2 separate regions of the Mus musculus genome follow, and region 1 is linked to region 2. Evidence: chromatin contacts called from public Hi-C data. All regions are on one chromosome and are shown on one strand. Each heading gives the region's core, a stretch centred on a gene start, on an enhancer-like site or on the middle of the called end of the contact. The rest is flanking DNA. Distances are from core to core; before and after follow the strand shown. Region 1 has its middle 9.4 kb from the start of Gm42204. Region 2 holds the start of Ccdc39 (coiled-coil domain containing 39).

Region 1 (3,253 bases), core at 317-2,816, 72 kb before region 2:
TGGAAACCCAGAGGGGGCCAGTTTTACTTCTTCCATGAAACAAGGCTGAAGGCTCGCACATGCTCTGTGACAGAGCATCAGACAGGTGTGTGAAGGAGGAGATCTTGGGTTTGATATTGAGCACTGAAGGGTAAGTGTGTGGGCATAAAGAAAGGCCAACACTATCTTTAGAATTATACATGGCAAAAAAATGCCAGTCCAGCTTCTACAACGGTATGCCTATAGCTCTTTTCAATGGAAAACCCTGACACAAAAGATAAGTGCTATAGATATAGAGATAGGGTTACCAGGCAGCCTAGCTCTGGGTTCAGGTGAGAGAGGTCGAGGAAGGCACCCAATGCTAACTTCTGGCCTCCACATGCACATGCCTTCGTGGGTGAGTTCATCTGATCACCCATCCCCCAAATCTACCTGGACCCCAAACACAGCCAGATATTGGCAGGGTAGCTCATCAGTTGACTGTCTGAGGCAAGGAGGGCTAGTCTAGCCAAATCTCTGAAGATGTTTGCTTGTTGAATGAGAAAAATGTGTCTTTCACAAAAACTCAGACTTTTTCCAGAAAACAACAACAACAACAACACCCAAATGTCTTCAAGAACCATTTCCTATCCCAGGACTCTGTTCCTCTACTCTAGTCAGCAATGGATCCTCTCTGTTCTGTTCTTTCTTTCCAGGGCCCCTGGACTCTTCCAAGAATTGGTGCTCCCCGACGTGGGCTACCAAAGCATCTCGCAATAGAGGGCTCTTCCTGGTTCTTTTTCTGTGAAATGAGAAAACAAGTAACATCCCAGCTCCTCAGATGTTCTGTTAAATACTCACTCCTCCACAGGATCAAAAAGCATGAAAGCCTTTCTCCTGTGGAGCAGCGATAAGAAGGTAGGACTTATCACCCACAGGACATTTTTCAACGACTTATTTTTTTCTAGATAAAGTACTATGGGGTTTGCTCACAATTTGATTCTCACTTTGAGTATGCAAAATAAAAATCACAAGATGGCCACTTAAAAAATTTTTTTTGGTAGTTTGCAAATACACAAAATAGAAGCTTCCTTAAGTTTCTATTACGTATTTATCCTAGAAAAGGAATACAGAGGGCAGGGCCTATTTACTCTGCGGAAGGCATTGCCTTTATTCACACACGGGAACCCACAGCAGTAACAGACCATTTGCGTAGACAAGGAGAAGTAGCAAACCAAACACTAACATTTGTCACTGAGCCGTCACCTGGTCTGAATGAACCGTCACCCCCAGGGTTATGTGCTTGAACACGGTTGGAAAACTTGTGGAACCTTTAAGGGGTGGAGCCTTGCTGGAGGAAGTGGATCACGTGGGGCGGGGCTTGAGGCTGGTAGCCCTAGGGCACTTTCTTTTGTTCTGCTTTGCTTTCTGTTTGCTGACGGGATGTGGGCATACATCTTGGTCCTGCCGTTGTGCCTTTCCTGCCATCGAGGACTGTGTCCCTTCTTAAACAGTAAACCCTCCTTTAAGTTGCATGTCAGGTAATTTGTCATAACAATGAGACAATAACTAACGCGGTCCTCTTAGTGGCTAAAGGCTAGCCTGTTTCACAACAAAGAATGCCTTCTACTGGCTACTACCCTGCTGGTTCTTAAGGATTGCCTGTTGCTGTGCTAAAATACCATGACCAGAAGCAACTTGGGGAACAAAGGGACTCTTTCAGCCTACGTGCCCTGACTCATGTCTATCATCATCCCAGGAAGTCAAGGATATGCTTATCAATAAGATTTAATAAGTAATTTGCCAATTCTTTTTTCTTTTTTTTTTCAATTTAAAGCATTGATAATTTTAAATTCCTGGGGCTGGAGAGATGGCTCAGCAGTGAAGAACACTAATTCTTCTTCTAAAGGACCCAGTTCCTGTTCCCAGCATCCACACAATCCTCTGTAACTCCAGCCCCAGAAGATCTTCTGCCCTCTTCTGGAGTCACTGGGTACTGCACAGATATACATCAGGCAAAACACTTATACAAATAATAATAAAAGCAAAAAAATTAAAATTTAGAACCTGGTTTTGTATTTGATGTGAAATGTGGATTTTTTTCTTGCTGCAGGTGAGTCTACCCTGTTTATAATTATTGGTATTGCTGGTATGTATGAATTATGATGTTTGAAATGATTTATTCTATATTAACATTTTTAATTTTCTTTATGTATTTTCTGCTTTTACATTTTAATTTTAGCATTTGTATGGATGTCTACTTTTGTCTTAGTGCTTGTGGTTTTGATTATATCTTTTAAAAAAATTTATCTATCTTTCTATTATATGTAAGTACACTGTCTCTGTCTTCAGATACATCAGAAGGGCATCAGATCCCATTACAGATGGTTATGGGCTACCATGTGGTTTCTGGGACTTGAACTCAGGACCTCTGGAAGAACATTCAGTGCTTTTAACTGCTGAGCCATCTCTCCAGCCCCTAATTATATCTTTTTAAAGTACCTTTATTTTGCTATATTCTTGTGTAATTTGTTACCATTATTAGTGTTAGATAAAGTCCTTTAAACCCCCAGCCCATCCATTACCTGTATGTAGGGCAGTGGTTAAACAGGGTGGATTTGCCCTCTAGGACAGTGGCAATTATCTTATTAGTGAAGCTGGGGGCACTGCAGGCATCTGGTGGGCAGAGGCCAGAGGTGTTTCTCAGCCCCCTTCTGGGCTGAGATAGTGGCCTCTCAGAGTTATCAGACCCGGACTTTGGAGGTACTGAAGTCAAAAGACTGTGGAGCTGACCGTGAAGCTCAATGGTCCATTGTTTGTCTGGTGTATGAGGTCCCGAGAGAGAAAGTGGGGGTATAGAGAAAGGGGAGTGGAATTATTTTTACGTTGTATTTATCTCACCACGACATGTAATACGGATGCTGTTCTTCTGTCTGCCATTGTTTTCTCAGCAAAGCCCCTTTTCTCGAGCCTTGCTTCCCAGCATGGCAGTCACCAGCTCACTGTGGGGTGGGGGTGGCGTGTAAATAGTGACTCGGCTGGGTTGAAAGAGGGAACTGTAAAACACACGCGAGATTTCTACAGCATATTACAATATGTCCCCTGTATTACCAACTTTGGTAGAACTAGCTAACAAAGCCCTTAAAACATACTTATTAATTCCTGACAACAGTTTTAGATGTTTCCAATATTTCCCTTGTAAAACTAAGTCTTTACATTTAACAAATTGACATCTCTTCAGTTATTTGCAGAGCAGAGGGAAATAGGCGCACAGGTGCCGTGGCGCATGTGTAGA
Region 2 (3,137 bases), core at 123-2,622:
TTATGTTTGTCAGCTCACCTTTTGGATGGGCCGTAGGTAGGAGTGTTGTGCTGTGAGCATCTTGCTGTGGATGCCGTTCTGCTCTTATGTTAAAGCTGACTGACTTGATCAGAACTTCGATGGTGTAGAGTTGGAAACCCAGAGCCAAATTATCTTGAGCTATCTTTAGTCTCCTTAATAGCCAGCCGTTCATTGCCCATTTGACCAGGTAATGCTTGTTGGGCTGTACTAACTTAGCAAACCACTAGCTTTCACCAACCCCAAAGCTATGAATGTCACCAGATAGTATTTGAAACCTATGGATAGCACTGACTTCCCAACTATGCTGTTGTTGGGAAGAAGCAAAGGAAACTTACTCCAGGCAGTACCATTTCGTTTTCAGACTCCATTTAATCATAGGGATAAAGTAAATTCAAGGTCCCAGATCCCAGGGAAGCCAGGGGCTTCCCCATAGCTGAACATCTTCTGTTGTAAACGGTTGAGTCTAGACATCTCAGGCACAACTTCTCTGTCTTGCTGGCAGGGTTAAACAAGTTCATATGCTCCTGCCAGCGTCTTTGTCCCCTTATCACTCTTAGCTCTGGACCTAATGTCTTGGAGAATGAATTAAGGACCTTGAAGCCAGGTGCTCTGTACAGGCTCAGTCTCCCAACAGGTACTCCCATGTTTAACACATAATGTCAAAATACAATTGGATAACGCTGCAGTTCCCACCAGCTCCCCACTTTGAATTGTGTTACCATCCTATAACAATGCTGTATAATCTCCCACCCCGTACGTGGTTCAGATCCCAAACTGGCTGCCTCCCTGAGCACTCAGAAAATAAAGCCTTAATTTTTAAATTTCCATCTCTAAAGTGAGTTTTCTCAGCTTCCATCTCAAACCCAATACTAACAGTCTTTGGTGATGTTTTCATCAATGCATTGGAAAAATGCCTTGATTTATTGCTTCCTTTTCTTCTGCAATTACAAAAACGTAGTGAAGCAAGTTTCCATGCGAGAACATGCTATTTGGGGCAGCCTGGATCTGTGTTCCCAGATCATGGTCCCTTATATATGACTTAAGAACAAATCTGAAGCCACTTTTGGGTATTATACTATCCCTCAATCTGGTGGTCGTCCATCCTGCTATCCTGTAGTCCACCATCCTGGCACCCCAGGAGCCTATGCCTTCCATCCCCGAACTTTGTGGTCCTCTGGAGCACCCGAGCTTCCAGATTTGCACGTTTTGGAAGTCCTGGGAGTGTATCTATCCGTGCAAAGAGAGCTGTGCCTCACAGACACAGGCAAGCAAATTCTACCGGCTGCAAAAAGGACAAGGGAATTCTCAAAGGAAGTTCCGCCTTCCAGCCTGAGTGCTTCCTGTTTGGTAACTAAGGGCGCCTGGCTGTTGCTAGGGCCGCGGAATACAGACGGTTAGGCTTGGCTGCGAGCTCCAGGGAACGGTTTTGGGTGGCTTGTCTGTGATTCCTTTGAGCCTCGTACGCCATGTGCAGTGAGTTCTTGTCAGAGCTGCACTGGGAAGATGGGTTCGCCATCCCCGTGGCCAATCAGGAGAACAAGATCCTGGAGGATCAGGTGAGGAGGACCGGGTGGGATTTAGGGGAGAGACGACCAGAGGGGAACAGCTGAGGAATGGTAAAAGGGCTGGTTGAACGCCGCCAGGACTGCCAATGGATGACCAGGTAAAGACTAGGTAAGGAGTGTAAATAGAGGATGCTGGGCTAGGTGGGTATCCAGTGGGAATCCGGGGGAGGGCCAGGGAAGACCAAGTCCCACGTACAGGTGCCGCGCTGCTCATTTGCACCTCTTGTGGCCTGACTTCATCACTTAGATCTGATACTCCGGCCTCCCCACTTTCTCTCCTGCTCCTATCAGTTACTACACATTTGAAAGTTTTATCGAAGCAACAATTTCTATTCAGGGCCATAAAACCCGAGTCTCACTCTTCCAGCTGTTTCAGGTGCCAGCTAGCAGGCCTTTCCCATCCAATTAAGGATCACAAATGCATTTTTGGTGTTTCCTAGTAACCACCATTTACACATGTGCACACACAAGACACATTCTTGCCAGCATTTGTGTTTCTGTGATGTTTAAAATCGCTTGAGGTGCTTTCAAGGAAAACATTTTAGTGAAGTATGCAATATAGAGTTTCAGAGTGAGAATCGAGGTGTCACAAGATGGTGAAATATTTCACATTGTTAGGACAAACCTGCACCAACTAAAATACATGCAGTTTAAGTCGTTTTTTTGTTTGTTTGTTTTTTGTTTTTTTAATTGCAACCGGCTCCACAAAGTTAATGCATCTTTAGCAGTCACCCAAAGTCCCACGAAATGGTACTAGGGTGTGGGGAAGAGGGAACCAAGAATTGAAGATTTGTGCAAATTGACAAGGTAGAAGAGAATATTTTCTGCCCTCTGAAAGTGAGCATAAAAGACTTTTGGGTAAATCTTCTGAGAAGACTGGAACGTTTGGAATGCTCTGCTCTGCTCTGCTCTGCTCTGCTCTGCTCTGCTCTGCTCTGCTCTGCTCTGCTCTACTCTACTCTGCTCTGCTTTGCTCTGCTCTCCCCTCTGGTTAGGATTGGGCATTTCCCCTTAAGGACCATCAATATTAGGACAGATAAAAGATCACTGCTGGTGCCCGAGTCATAGCCGCCAATTGAAGGTTTGGAGCCAGCCCACCAACCTGATGGGTGTCTTGTTGAACTAGAGATGAGATGGGCAGGAGACACTGTATAATTAATATATTATTACATTGTATAAGAGGTATTTAGGAGAGCGATCCTGCTGGCTCTACAGTTAGCATTTGAATTTAAGGTTCTTGTCCTGTAGTTTTTATGCTCCTCCTTTCATTACGTTACCCTTCTTTCTTTTCGGGGTATGTGTTTGTGATGTATGGTGGTGGATGTGACTAAATAGTGTACATGTGTGCGCATGTGTGCAGAGGCCAGAGATCAAGCCTAAGCGCCATCCCCCAGGCTCTACTTCTACCTTACTTTTTGAGGCAGGGTCAATCTTACTGGGATCTGGGGCTACCAGATTAGGCTAAGATGGCAGACTAGTGAAGTCCTCCCAGCTCTGTTTCCTTTATGCTGGCGTTACAAGAACATGTCACATGGCTGGCTTTTTTTCCGT

What was found. A called contact is a pair of places that touch in the nucleus more often than the background predicts.
Region 1: a Hi-C map of spermatogonia shows a contact between it and region 2, with 2.3 times the contacts expected there. The contact joins the enhancer-like site here to the promoter of Ccdc39 in region 2. A contact is called at or near these places in 19 of 39 promoter capture datasets (the 3T3-L1 cell line, 3T3-L1-derived adipocytes, the HPC-7 cell line and 11 more), 3 of 15 datasets of contacts at CTCF or cohesin (the G1E-ER4 cell line, the NIH/3T3 cell line and hippocampal excitatory neurons), 61 of 484 Hi-C or Micro-C datasets (B cells, the CH12 cell line, the G1E-ER4 cell line and 38 more), 12 of 115 datasets of contacts at active chromatin or transcription factors (a beta-TC-6 cell line, bone marrow-derived macrophages, differentiating embryonic stem cells and 4 more) and 4 of 9 other capture datasets (adipose tissue, embryonic stem cells, liver and 1 more).

What each region holds. Positions count from the first base shown.
Region 1 is chr3:33,914,639-33,917,891 of GRCm38.p6, reverse strand. No RefSeq gene overlaps it. Among named protein-coding and RNA genes, the nearest start is that of Gm42204, 9.4 kb to the right of the region's middle. Within about 2 kb of position 1,566, at least 7 of the 459 cell types and tissues checked have an H3K27ac peak or open chromatin away from gene starts, as enhancers often do. A contact at or near this core is called in the G1E-ER4 cell line, differentiating embryonic stem cells and spermatogonia, where this site is marked.
Region 2 is chr3:33,842,545-33,845,681 of GRCm38.p6, reverse strand. Ccdc39 (coiled-coil domain containing 39) reads left to right here and starts at 1,372. Exons shown (of 20, transcript NM_026222.2): 1 at 1,372-1,577. The coding sequence starts at 1,488.